Linked DNA regions of Sus scrofa: all the other regions are linked to region 2. Evidence: chromatin contacts called from public HiChIP or PLAC-seq data. All regions are on one chromosome and are shown on one strand. Each heading gives the region's core, a stretch centred on a gene start, on an enhancer-like site or on the middle of the called end of the contact. The rest is flanking DNA. Distances are from core to core; before and after follow the strand shown. Region 1 overlaps LOC110261767 (a long non-coding RNA gene). Region 2 has its middle 48 kb from the start of RREB1. Region 3 has its middle 140 kb from the start of LY86.

What was found. HiChIP or PLAC-seq counts read pairs in DNA pulled down with a chosen protein or histone mark.
Region 1: a contact with region 2 is called in an H3K27ac HiChIP or PLAC-seq map of alveolar macrophages. The contact joins two enhancer-like sites. A contact is called at or near these places in 1 of 47 Hi-C or Micro-C datasets (embryonic fibroblasts) and 2 of 2 datasets of contacts at active chromatin or transcription factors (alveolar macrophages and skeletal muscle).
Region 3: an H3K27ac HiChIP or PLAC-seq map of skeletal muscle shows a contact between it and region 2, with 4 times the contacts expected there. The contact joins two enhancer-like sites. A contact is called at or near these places in 2 of 2 datasets of contacts at active chromatin or transcription factors (alveolar macrophages and skeletal muscle).

The regions. Positions count from the first base shown.
Region 1 is chr7:4,216,145-4,220,533 of Sscrofa11.1, forward strand. LOC110261767 (a long non-coding RNA gene) reads left to right here. Exons shown (of 3, transcript XR_002346276.1): 1 at 1-1,638. Among named protein-coding and RNA genes, the nearest start is that of LY86, 110 kb to the left of the region's middle. Within about 2 kb of position 2,972, at least 14 of the 83 cell types and tissues checked have an H3K27ac peak or open chromatin away from gene starts, as enhancers often do. A contact at or near this core is called in alveolar macrophages, where this site is marked.
Region 2 is chr7:4,461,820-4,466,313 of Sscrofa11.1, forward strand. No RefSeq gene overlaps it. Among named protein-coding and RNA genes, the nearest start is that of RREB1, 48 kb to the right of the region's middle. Within about 2 kb of position 2,497, at least 63 of the 83 cell types and tissues checked have an H3K27ac peak or open chromatin away from gene starts, as enhancers often do. A contact at or near this core is called in alveolar macrophages and skeletal muscle, where this site is marked.
Region 3 is chr7:4,245,138-4,249,580 of Sscrofa11.1, forward strand. No RefSeq gene overlaps it. Among named protein-coding and RNA genes, the nearest start is that of LY86, 140 kb to the left of the region's middle. Within about 2 kb of position 1,359, at least 16 of the 83 cell types and tissues checked have an H3K27ac peak or open chromatin away from gene starts, as enhancers often do. A contact at or near this core is called in skeletal muscle, where this site is marked.

The DNA.
Region 1 (4,389 bases), core at 1,722-4,221, 250 kb before region 2:
GGCTGCGTGTCCCAGCACATGCTCCCGGGATAAACCCGGGGAGAGAGAGGCTTCGGGGGAGGCTGGCACCTCCCGACCCATTAGCCCGCCTTTGATGGGCTCCCTGGCCTCTGGGCCAGGAAGCCAGGGTGCGTGGCCAGACCCCAAGCAGGCAGGCGCAAGGGGGACCCGGGCAAGGCCCTGAGTGGCCCTTCATTCTCAGACTCCTGGAACAAGAGGACAAAGGAGCGTCCAGATGCTGGTAGATGCCAGAGCCACGGCTGGGTTTTAGCGGGAAGGGCGAAATTTGACCCCACCCATCAGGACCCAGCCTCTTTGCCAGTGTATGGGGTGACCCAGTTCTGAGCGCAGCGCCTGGCTCTGAGCAGACCTGCATCAGCCTCCCGGCTCGCGGCCCCAGCCCTGCCAGAGAGCTCAGGACAGGCCATCTTTCCACAGGACAGGAAGGAGCTGGCACTTGGGTGGCCCCTGGAAAAGCGGCTCTGCATCTCAAAGGCCTCCCTGAGGATGGAGGACTGGCCTCGGCCCCTCCTCCCACAGCACCCCACATTCTGATTCACGGGGTGCCCCACCCTCCACCCCTGGAGAGCAGAACCAGAGCCGCCGCGGCCGGGCCTCACCTCCTCCAGGTCACCAGGGCCAGGAACTGGGGTGCTTGTGCAACCTGATTATTCATCTCCTCCCACGAGCCCTTCGGGGCGGTGGCCCTGTCCACGATGCCACACCGGGGGCACTTCTGAATGACAGGCTCTGCCCTAGAAGGCCCAGGCAGGTTCGAGTGTCACACAGAAGGTGACAGGTCCCCAAAGTTCCAGCCCTGGGTTCTCCCCCCATGGTCGGGCCCGAGGTTCTCCTTCCCTTCTCACTCCCCTCCCTGGTTCACTTTCATTTCCTGTCCTCCCCCAGGACCCAGCCTGGCAGGCAAGCCCTGAGCTCACCCCCAGATTGCAGGGTGCCTGTGGTTCAGCCCATTGCTCTGGCTGACATTTCCTTATGGAGCAATTCCTTGGGTTTTTTTTTTTTTTTTTTGAGCACCACTCACAGATTTTGTTTCAATTCTGCCTACTGAAAGCCAGGCACGGGTCCTGAGCGGGCGGCGTAGCAAGGCTGACGGTACCAGGACCTCCGCGTCCCAGCCCTGCACACGTGGCCCTTGGGAGCAGCCTCTGGGCCTCCTCCCCCCTCCCCCGTCCACGCGTTGGTCCAAGTGAGAGGGACGGCAGAGCCTCTAAACTGGGCGCATGCTAATTATAGAAGCGAGCCTCACCATCGAGAATAGAACGCCTTTGGAACTGAATGGAAACTTCACGCTGCCGGGAGAGTTTCCAGTGTCCAACAGCGCTGGGCAAGGTATTCCGACAAGTTCCCCACTGACAGCAATGTTAAAGCTGGACGAGATGTCAAAGAACTCCGTGTCTTTCTGGTTTAATTTTGAATTATTGAGCAGGAAAGAATATTGGCTATTGATGTGGGAATCGGAAAGGGCGGAGGTTCCTTCCTCTCCCATCACCCCGGCTTCCGAAAGCAAGTTAAACCTTAACTATTCAGCCTGAAAAAAGGGGATTCCACCATGTGGATGGGCCTGGAGGACACGGCGCTCCGTGAAGTAAGCCAGACGCGTGGAGAGAGCAGTCCTGTGTGAGTTCACTTATGGGTAGAATCTAAAACAGTCAGATGCAGGGACTTCCGTGGTGGCTCAGTGGTAACAAACCCGACTAGTATCCGTAAGGACACGAGTTCGATCCCTGGCCTCGCTCAGTGAGTTAAGGAGCCAGCGTTGCCATGAGCTGTGGTGTAGGCTGCAGGCGATGCTCGGGTCCCTCGATGCTGTGGCTGTGGTGTAGACCGGCAGCCAAAGCTCTGATTTGACCCCTAGCCTGGGAATTTCTATATGCCCTAGATTTGGCCCTAAAAAAGGCACAAAAAAAAAAGGCAAAGAACGTTGCAAAGAGGATAGATCTAAAATGAAATCTTGGCGTGCCCATCGTGGCGCAGTGGTTAACGAATCGACTAGGAACCATGAGGTTGCGGGTTCGATCCCTGCCCTTGCTCAGTGGGTTAACGATCCGGCGTTGCATGAGCTGTGGTGTAGGTTGCAGACCTGGCTCGGATCCTGCGTTGCTGTGGCTCTGGCATAAGCTGGCAGCTACAGCTCCGATTCAACCCCTAGCCTGGGAATCTCCATATGCCGCAGGAGTGGCCCAAGAAATGGCAAAAAAATAAAATAAAAATAAAATGAAATGAAATCTTGCCACAAGCAGAGACACACACACACACACACACACACAATGGTGACTCCGGAGAGTTAAGGGCGTGTTAACTAGTGCACGGTGTGATCTTTTCACAGCGTATCCATACATCAAAATACCAAACTGTGGAGTTCCCGCTGCTGCACAATGGGATCAGCAGTGTCTGCACAGCACCAGGACGTAGCCTTGATCTCTGGCCTAGCCTGGCAGAGTGGTTAAAGGATCCGGCGTTGCCAAAGCTGACAGAGGTGGCAACTGTGGCTCAGATCTGATCTCTGGGCCTGGGAACTCCATACACCACAGGGTGGCCAAAAGAGGAAAAAAAAAAATCAGCTTGTACATTTTAGATAGATATAATTTTTCTACGTCAAAGATACCTCTTTGGTGTGCAGTGGCTTAAAGCAGAAACTCAGTTCCCAGACCAGGAATTGAATCCCAGCCACAGTGGTGAAAGTGCCAAATCCTAACCACTAGACCACCAGGGAACTCCCCAAAAATACTTCTTTAAAAAAAAAAAAATTTTAAATGGAAAGCAGCAAACGTGGTGTAGCAAGAATGCCAAGGGGATGCATGGAAGGGCAGCAGAAGAGGCAGGCCCCCCGCCACTGTGAGAAGGCCGGCAAAGGGGCCCAGCCGCCAGACCGAGGAGGCCTCCGGGCCGGCCCCACAGCCCCAGGACGGCCACTGGGTACCATATTTTCACGTTGACGGTGACTTTGCCCAGACAGAGGATGTTGTCACTTCCTGAAATCTTCAGGCATAGGAAATACAGCCATCAGACTGTGCTGAATACAACCGCCCGGAAAGGGCCGGAAGGAGTGAAAATCGGCCTTGAAAATAAGCCTTGATCCTCGTACATTATGTAACTCAGCAGAAACCTAGCATCGCTTCTGGCCGGAGGCTCTCCAAACATTTGGGGAATGCGGCCTTTTAAGAGCTGTTTGCTGAGGTGACCCTGGATGCCCATGGCCTGCTGGGACCCAGCCCTGACCGTGGCGGGGGAGGGAGCAGAGCTCAGCTAAACTCCTGTTCAGGGTCGGAAGCGTGTCTCTCAGGCCCACCGGCCTGACGCCTTGCTCGGGTGGGAAGCGTATTTCCAGAGCATGCTTCTGCCTTGGGAAACAGAGAGGAATAGCCTGCAAAGGGTAACACACGGACTTGCGTGGGGTCTGAGCTCCCCCGTGGGAATGAGCCATCTCCCTCTCTGCGTATCACAGGCCGGTTCACGACGGCTGACCGGGCCCGGCTTCAATGCTCTCCTAGCCCCACTGACCTATGAAACCAAAGCCAGATAAGATACCACTGCAGAGCACAGCGCGCTCAGAGGAGATGTCTTTCAAGCAATGCTTCCCAGATATTTTTGTGTGCAACTCAGTGCAAGGAACACGTCTTCCACCTCTACCCAGTAACACACGACCTGGGCACACGCAACTGAAACACACGGCCCGGGCACACGCAACTAAAACACCACGACCCGGGCGCACGCAACTGAAACAAACATTCATGAAATGATAGCTAACCTTACTCTGGGCCATAGGTACAATCTGGAATCTTCTGCTGTTTCATTTGTTAGAATACTGGACATAGCTTACTAGCAGGCCACAACTCGTGGTTTGAGAAACACTGGCTAGGGGCCTTCCAAACAGGGAGAGAGACTAAACACGCATTTTCACCTCTCCCTCCAGAGAGCCTTTTTTTTTCTTTTTTTTGGTCTTTTTAGGGCCGCACCTGAGGCATCTGGAAGTTCCCAGGCTAGGGGTCCAATCGGAGCTGCAGCCTCCAGCCTCTACCACAGCCACAGCAACACAGGATCCAAGCCACTTCTGGGACCTATACCACAGCTCACAGCAACGCCAGATATTTAACCCACTGAGTGAGACCAGGGATCGTACCCGCATCTTCATGGATACGAGTCGGGTTCATTACTGCTGAGCCACAGTGGGAACCCAGAGAGCCTATTAAAATGGTCATAAAGGAACAAAATGGCATAAACGCACAAGGACGAAGAGCAGAGCAGAGACATCAGCAGATAGGAGACTTCAACAAGCTCTTAGAAGACAGATCACCACGACTCCATCACAGTAAGTGACAGAAGAAGCCACAGCTGCTGGGTGGACAACCTCGGTTTCCCACCAGAAAT
Region 2 (4,494 bases), core at 1,247-3,746:
CACTGCAGGGCCACTATGTGGGGAAATGGGCTAAGATGTGAAAACACACCTGTTATGTTACCTACTAAAAGATGTTAAATGTTATTATTTTATTTGAAACATTCCAATAGAATATTCACTTGTGAAATCTGACCCTGCCTTTAAGCTTTGCTAAGGGATTGAATGACGCATTTTTTTCTTTCTTATTATGCTGTTTCATTTCTTGAGAAATTTTTAAATGCCTCTTTCTTTCTTCTTTTTTTCGGTTTTTAGGGCAGAATCTGCAGCATATAGAAGTTCCCAGGCTAGGGGTCGAATCGTGGCTGCAGCTGCCGGCTTACACCAGATCCTTAAGCCACTGAGGGAGGCCAGGAATCAAACCCGTGTCCTCATGGATACTAGTCAGGTTCCTAACCCACTGAGCCATAACAGGACCCCTTGTCTTCTTTTGTAAAACAATTAAAAGTATACTTTCGTGTATTCACCACTATTTTTAATTTTTTTCCATAATGATTTGGGGGGGGAATTTTTTGGAGAAATTGATTAGTAGCTTCGTGCCAGTCTAATTTAAATAACGCATTTTTGTTAACGTCTACAAATCAGAAAAATGCAGGAAGTAGTGTAACAGCAACTGTATGTTCAGATACATGAATTTTCTGATGAATTAAATGTTCACTGAATTAGTTCCCTAAAGATGGCCCTGATTCAGTTTCTACTACAGCTGAATGAGAACTGTTCTGCCTACAAAGATTTATTTCCTCAAACGGGCTCTTTTTCGTCGTGACAACTAAATTCAGCTTATCATTTGAAGATTCCTGATTCTACTCAGGCACAATTTCGAAGTGCATTTCCCTCCACTGTATTCAAATCCGGGACAACTCTTAGAGCAGCAGTTCCTGAAAGGAACGGTGGTAATTCCGTCACAATGCTCACAAAGCCGGACTGGACAGATGCCTTTAGGCAAGTCTGCATAACCTAGTCTTGGTGATTCGCAACCACCTTAGCACACAGAACACTCTGGAAGGCCTTGCTATAAAGCTATGTGTTGCATGTCTTTGTGGTATAACGAAATAAACTTAACTCAGCATCTCTCCAACTTCCTTATTTCATGTCCCCCTAAGAAAAACGCTGCCAATTAAACTAGGGCTCAAGGATGCCATCAAATAAGACATTAGAGATGGGGAAATACACGCATCTTGGAGTCAGTGAAATGTAGTGTATGACCGCAGGACTGTTTTTCAAACATCACCTATGATCATCACCACGCCTAAAGAACTTTTGAAGTTAAAAAAAGAAATACAGGGAGTTCCTGTTGTGGCGCAGAGGAAACAAATCCGACTAGTATCCTTGAGGATGCGGGTTCGATCCCTCTCCTGGCTCCATGGGTTAACAATCCAGCATTGCCAAGAGCTTCGGTATAGGGGGCAGACTCAGCTCCGATCTGGCGATGCTGTGGCTGTGGTGTAGGCAGGCAGCTACATCTTGGATTTGACCCCTAGCCTGGGAACTTCCATGTGCCACAGGTGTGGCCCTAAAGAGCCAAAAAAAAAAAAAAAAAGAGAGAGAAGAGGAGTTCCCATTGTGGCGCAGCGGAAACGAATCCGACGAGGAACCATGAGGTTGCCGGTTCGGTCCCTGCCCTTGCTCAGTGGGTTAACGATCCGGCGTTGCCCTGAGCTGTGGTGTGGGTCACAGACATGAGTGGATCTGGCGTTGCTGTGGCTGTGGTGCAGCCCGGCAGCTACAGCTCCGATTCGACCCCTAGCCTGGGAACCTCCATATGCCGCGGGTGCGGCCCTAGAAAAGACAAAAAAAAAAAAAAGAAAGAAAGAAATACGTAGTTGGCCCTTCCTGTAACCTGCAGATTCAACCAAGCTTGAATAAAAAAGATTTGAAAAAGATTCTGGAAAGTTTTAAAACTTTCATTTGCTAAAGGCCAGCAACTCTCTATAAAGCAGTTAATGTGTTTACACTTATTCGTGTTCCATTGGGTGTTGTAAGTAGCCTAGAGCTGATTTAAAGGACAGGGGAGATGCGCACAGGCCATATGGCAACACTACACCATGTAATAGGAGTCTCCAGCGTCCCTGGATTTTGGTATCTGCCTGGAGTTCCTGGAACCAATCTCCATGGTAACAAGGGACCACTGTACCGGTCACTCGTTTTGGGGTGCAAAACACCAAAAAGTCACCTTTTTAAAAAAGTAAGTTCCAGGTCTACATCATCGCCTAACTGTCCAGCTGTCCTCAGTGAGCATGCAAATCTCTTTAAACGAAGATGTCACGCAATTAAATCATTCAGCCGGTTAACAGCCTGCTCCACGCCGGTAGTAGGTAGTATAACTTTCACTTGAAACAACCCCTTTGCCTCTCAAGAGCCCCACACCCAGAAGTGACTCAATTTCATAACGCCACCATTAAAATCCCTAGCACTTTCCAAGCAACAGGCTTGGGCGTAAAGCATCAGTAACTCCACAGTGAGTCAGATGAAGTCTGTGAGTGTCGGTGGGGGAGGTTGCAGGGTTCCCAGATCAGCTTCCAGAGAATGGGTGCGGCCGAAGGCCGGGCTCGGCAGGCTCCCGGTGCATAACTGCGAGGGCCCGGCCAAGTCAGCCCGCAGGGCTTTGGGGCCCGCGTGTCCCACCCCAGGCTGGCCCAGGCGCCCCACCTGCCCCGCATGCGCAGGTTTGGCCCCTCTGAAAGGCTCTCTGGACGCACATCTGGGGCTTTCCCCTGGCCTTCGGGCTGGCAGGACCCCGCAGGGCCTCGAGCCGGTCCTCGGGACCGGAACGAACGGCCACTGACCCCGGGAGGCCCGGGTCACCATCACCCTCGCCTCCGCCCCCCACCCCTCCCGGGGCCGCTCTCCACCGCCGGCCTCCCTCGGGGCCGGAGGGACACTTGTGCGAGCTCGGCCGCGCTCCCCGGGACGCCGCATCCGCAGCCGCTGCGACGCGGGCAGCCCGGGATGGCCCGCGCGGCCCTCTCCTTCTCTATCCACCCGGCAGTTTCCATGGCTCCGCCGCCATCCTCCGCCCCCTTCCCCGCGCGGAGCCGGGCGGCGGGCGCGGCCGGCCCGGTGGGGGCGGCGGGGGGCGTGCCCGGCGCGGGGACCCGGGCGGCGCTCCCCAGCCGCGGGGCGCGTAGAGGCGCCCCCAAGCCCTCCCCCACGCCCCGGGCGGCCTGCCCCAGCCCGCTCGCCCGCACCCGGTCCGCTCCCCGCCGGGCCCGGCGCCGGGGCCCCAGGCGCAGCGCAGCCCCCGGCCCGGCCGGCGGCGCGGGGGAGGGGCGCGGCGCAGGCAAAGTTGCTGAGTTGCTTTGCTCGCTCAGAAGTTGCAGCTGAGACGGCAGCTTCCCGCCCCCTTCCTGGACTCGGCGGCTCGGAACACACACCCCGCCCGTCCTCACCCGCTACCTGCCCTCGCCCCCGCCGCCCCGGCCCGGACTCGGCAGCAGCCCCTCCCGGCGCCCGCGAGGAGCCCAGGTTTCCAGCGGAGTCGGGCAGGGGGCGGGCGCACCCCACCTCCCCGTGCCGCCCGGGGGAGGCGGGGGAGCGGGGTTGGGGTGGGGGCAGGATCCCCTCCGCCCGGTCGCCTCGCGGCCGCGGCGCTTTTGCAGTTTGCAAAGCCGAGCAGCTGGGCAGGGGTCGCCCACCGGCCCCCGCGCCCTGCCTGGCGAAGCGGGGTGTGCAGAGCGACACGCGGGCAGGGGTCCCATCCCCTCCCGCTGGGGCTTTCGCCCGGGAGGCGGGAGGGGCTCCGCCAGGGGCTGAGGTCGCCAACAGGTGCTCGCGAGCCCATGTGACGGGGGAGGGGCCGCGCAGGGGAAGCCGGGGTGGGGGCGGGGGCGGGCTCCCGCCTCCTCCGTCGCCTCCCCCTCCCCCTCGGTCCCCCGCGGAGCCCGGCGCCCGGCGCACCCCGCCCGCGGCGGCCTGGGGATGGCTCGCGGGTGGTTCTCCGAGCGCGGGTGCCCTCGCGGCCGGCCGGGAGGAGGAGCAGCAGGAGGGGGCGGGAGGGGATGCGAAAGTGGGTCAGGAATGTAACTGGACGCTGCGCACCCCCACGCACCCCCTCCCCCAGGGCCGGCCGCGCGGCCGCGCCAGCCTCTTGCTGTTGTGGTTCCCCAGCATTATCGGCGGATGGTTACCAGGGGTTCCCGAGGGATGTGTTTCCCGGTGACCCTTTGGGTAGAAAAACTTAGTTGCCTCAGTAACCGAGTTTGGCTTGGATGCGATGATGCAGTGAGGGCTCTAGGTGAGCGTGGCCGAGCAGTTGCACTCGGGGGTGGATTAACTTTTCTAATTACTGAACCACGACGGGAAGGGAAAGCTGGAGAGAAGGTGGGGTTTTGCCCTGCTCGTGTTTGTTGTTGTACATTTCAGAGAACCTAAATCCACGTTTTTGCCTTAGCGTTTGAGTCCACCACTGCAGGCCCCGGTTGCCATAAATTCAGCAGAGTTCCTAGCCAACGCTCACTTAGTGGATACAAAGGCTCGAAGTTGCTGTCTCAGGGTTGG
Region 3 (4,443 bases), core at 109-2,608, 220 kb before region 2:
GGCCTACACCACAGCCACAGCAACGCAGGATCCTTAACCCACTGAGCGAGGTCACAGATCGAACCCGCAACCTCATGGTTCCTAGTCGGATTTGTTAACCACTGAGCCACAATGGGAACTCCAGAAATACTGATTTTTATAGAAAAAAATGAAAACCTGTACTGGCCTGTGAAAAATATAAAATCCAGATTTCCCCTCAATCCATCCGTGTGGAGGAACTTTTTAGGAGGCCTCCAGGCAAGTCGTGGTGTGAGATGCGCCACAGAGTTCATATTAACATACAAAACTTTCAACTGGATGAGGGCAGGAGAGAACTAACCAGAGAAAACTGAAGATACACCCTCTGCTGTTACATGCGGAAGGCTTCCTGCCAGCAGGTGTATGTGCGTTTGCATGTATATGAATATGTATATACCTGCCTATATATTATGGATGTATATGGAAGTGTGTATGTTTGTGTACACACCTGTATTATGTATTGATGTGTCTGCATGTGAGTGTATTCATGCGTATGTGTGCGTGTGTATGCATGTGTATTGTGTTCATATGCGTGTAGGTACTTGTGTGTGTACATGTGTATTCATGTGTGCATGTGTGTACATGTATATGTATGCATGTATATGTTACTATGTATCTCTGTGTACATGTGTACATGTGTGTATTGTTTGTGTGGGTGTGTATGGGTGTACGTGTGTGTGCATGTGTGTTGCATGTGCATGCACGTGTGTGCAGATGTGTGCTGCGTGTGTCTGTGTTGAGGGTCAGAGGCACAGCCCTCTTAGGTACCACATGTCTTTCGCCATCATTCCTTCCAAAACAGGAAAAAGCCTCAGGCGAGCCACGCAGGCCTCAGAAACCTTGCGCTTCTGTCTCGGGTTCCGCCTGCGGGATTACCCCAGAGCGCCGCCGAGGCCGCGAAGCCCCGGCCCGCATCACCCACGGCAGCTCGGGCCTGAAGCAGGTGTGGCAGCGACACAGGTGGTTGGTTTGTCAGGGTCAGATTGGCACATCTCTAGCCTAGGGCTCTAGGGGAACGTTTAGATGTCGTTTCAGGGGTACGGTGTTCAGCTCCCCGGCGTCAAAGGCAGGCCCCTGCACGCTTCCCTCCCACATCCTGGTCTGGTGGGAGGGGAGAGGGCAAAGGGAAGGCGAGGAAGGAGGGAGGAGGGAGGGAGGGGGGAGGGGGAGCGAGAGGGGTGGGGCAGTGGGCGGGGAGGGAATGAGGGGGGCTGTCCTGCAGCCTTTCCGACTCGCCCCAGAAACCCCTTCTCAGGCACACGGGACTCCCCCGGCCCAGCCCTGGGAATCAGCCTTGTTTACCCAGCTCAGGGCGCTCCCTTTGCAGTTGCTATAGCAACCACCAGGGGTCAGTTTATAGAAGGAGACTCAGCGCTCCAGCTCCGTGCGGAGCCCAGCTGAAAACAATAGACCGGGACACCCGGGAAGGAAGCACATTGAAAACTTTGCCAGGAGCAGAAGCATCGCTCAGAGCAGAAGATATCCCTCGGCGATGCCGCGTTTCTTCTTTGCCGCTAGAGCTATTCTAGAACAGCGGAGGGGAGAGTGGGTCTAATCATTGCATCTTCCAGATTTTCCCCTCCCACCCTCTGCCACCCTTCCGCCCCCCGGCCCTCATGGCCTGAAGGCAGATGTTAGGAGTTGAGGTAACAAGGGCCGCTGACGGGGTTCATTTAAAGTGATAACTTCATTCATATAAGGTATTCACTGAGGATCAGAGAGATCCTTACAAACTCATTTTTCCGTCTTTCTCATGGGGACGGAGGCAGCAGCCACAAGAACCGCGGGCTCATCTAGAGGTGCAAGCCAAACAAAATGGAACAGAGAGCATGCTGGGAATCTCTCAGGATGCAGGATGCTAGGATGCTGTCCAGTGAAGACTTTCCAGCTCTAACCCGACTAGCCAACCAGATCTAGCAAATTTTAAAAGTACAGGGTGCCCAATTAAATGAGATTTTCAGATAAACAACAAATGGATTTTTACAAGCCTATCCCACGAAATCTTTGGGCTATCTATAGCGGAAGCTGAATTTAACCCAACCCTATTCTAATCCTCCTCATTACCGCTGCCTCCGGGAAAAAAAGCACGACACGTGAGTTCGTCCTCTGCGGCCAATCATGTGCCAGATCACCGTTTAGGGTGATCTGATCCTTGGACTATCCTGCCGACAGTGGAAAAATGAAAAGGCATTGTTTACCTGAACGTAAATAGTACACCAGAGGCAGGTCAACTGCCCATGGGCGGGCGAGGCTCCTGACCGTCGTCCCTCAGATCTAAACACCTGCTCTAGGAGTTTGATGGCTCAAAAGGAAAGAATCCAGTGCTGGTATGACTTTGACTTTTTCACAAAGTGTAAAAGTCAGCTTCCTAAAGAATAATGGTTCTTATTTCTTTGACAGGAAAAGCATTTTTTTTTCTTGGCCGTGGCCATGATCCCTCGGAAGTTCCTGGCTCAGGGATTGAACCCCTATCACACCAGCAACCGGAGCCACTGCAGTGACAACACCAGACCCTTAACCTGCTAGGCTGCCAGGGAACTCCAGGAAAAGCATTTTTAATGAGTTTTTTGTTTGTTTGTTTTTGTTTTGCCCAGGAATAAATGACTTTGGCTTCCCAGTGTTAGGCGGGGGAAACTGGAGTGGAAAAGACACTCAGGGGAGCTGGTAGGCGGTCTCTGTCCATGGGGTCCTCTGTGGTTTGGGGGCCTGGGCACTCACGTCCACAGTGAGAAAGCAGCATCGGCTTTAGCAAAGTCACCCTCTGCCCAGCTCGCCTTTGGCTCAGGTTTTGCTGCTTCATCACCAAGGCGAGGCCGGCCCCAAGAAAGCTGTGCCGACTTTCGTAGAACTTCTGGAAAACCCAGACCTCTGGTTGTAAGGCCTGCGGAACCTGTGGAAGCTCTGCCTCTGGTCTGACCTTAAACCCCAGGAACCTAAAGCTTAAGGCGAATAAGTCAAGAAGCATAAAAGCGACATGAAAACAAAGCAAAGAGGAACAACAAGAGGCTCCGTGACGCCCCTGCCAAGTCAGACTGCAAGGTTCCCGCAGCTCACATCCCAAACACGTAATTAAAGAAAACTGTCAAGATTAAAAAACACGTTGTGTACCATAAAAATGTTCTCACCTGTTCCTGACTCTAAAAATCTCAATTCGATGTTTGCCAAGCCCAACAAGAGCTGATGTTTCAAGAGAGTTCTGGTTTTGTTTCTTCTTCTGCAGGTGGCTCCAGGGAAGTCAGTGGGGACCACCTATGACTTAGTTTCCCCACAGGCAAAAGACCCTGAGTCAGTGCTAAGGACTCATCTCACTGGAGGGGTGTTGGGAGAAAGTCCACAGAGCTCTCTGAGCTCTTCAGACAAAAGGCAGCAAGTTCGAAAGGTGATTATTTGCCACTTGATTTAGGAATAGAAATCAATTTAATTTCGTTTTGTTTAAAGCACGTTGAAGGGACTTAATTTTTGAAAGCCTATTTTCATTTATTCAAAAACATAGCTCTTTTTTTCTTAATCATTTGTTAAGAAACCCTACATTTGAGGCTCGAGCTGTCAGACATGGTCTCTTTAACACAGTTCAACAGCTGTTAAATGGGCTAATCACCTGTTTATCCTCATGTCACTAATTCAAATGCTAATTACACTCCAGACACAGGCTTATTCTGCTCAAGCCAGACCAGGTGCACGGCGCTCTGAAAGATGCTACCGAGACCATGTCTACTGGCGTGCAGGGGAACAAGGCAACACACACACACACACACACACATACACATACACGAACAAACATGTTGCTTCTAACTGTGAAAAATCAGAAATTAATGTCAAATTACAGCAGTGCGATAAGCCAAAGTAAACAACTATGCAATGCAGTATTACATAACCATTAAAGGGATGCTTATGAATACGATTAAATAACGTGTGAAAAAACATCGACCTATTTCTGCTGGGTGAAGTGAGTAGCACGTGAAGCTCTGGTAATCAACACAAAGGAACATCAGTGCAGAAAAAGACACAGAATGGATGACAGTCTTGGAAGTATAACCAACCACTCTCTAGAGGACCACGGGCAAGGAGACTTCGAGGAGCTGGGAATCCCTGAGTTCCTGCTTTCACAGCGTGTACATTTTGGAGGAGAAAGACAAAATCCAGGGAAAGAAACCAATAAACAGGAGTTCCCGCCGTGGCTCAGTGGTTCACGAATCTGACTAGGAAAGATGAGGTCTTGGGTTCAATCCCTGGCCTCTCTCAGTGGGTGAAGCATCCGGTGTTGCCGGGAGCTGTGGTGTGGGTCGCAGACGCAGCTTGGATCCAGCATTGCTGTGGCTGTGGCGTAGGCCAGCAGCTGTAATTCCAATTGGACCCCTCGCCCGGGATCCTCCATATGCCGTGGGTGTGGCCCCAAAAAGACAGAAGAAAAGAAACCAATAAACA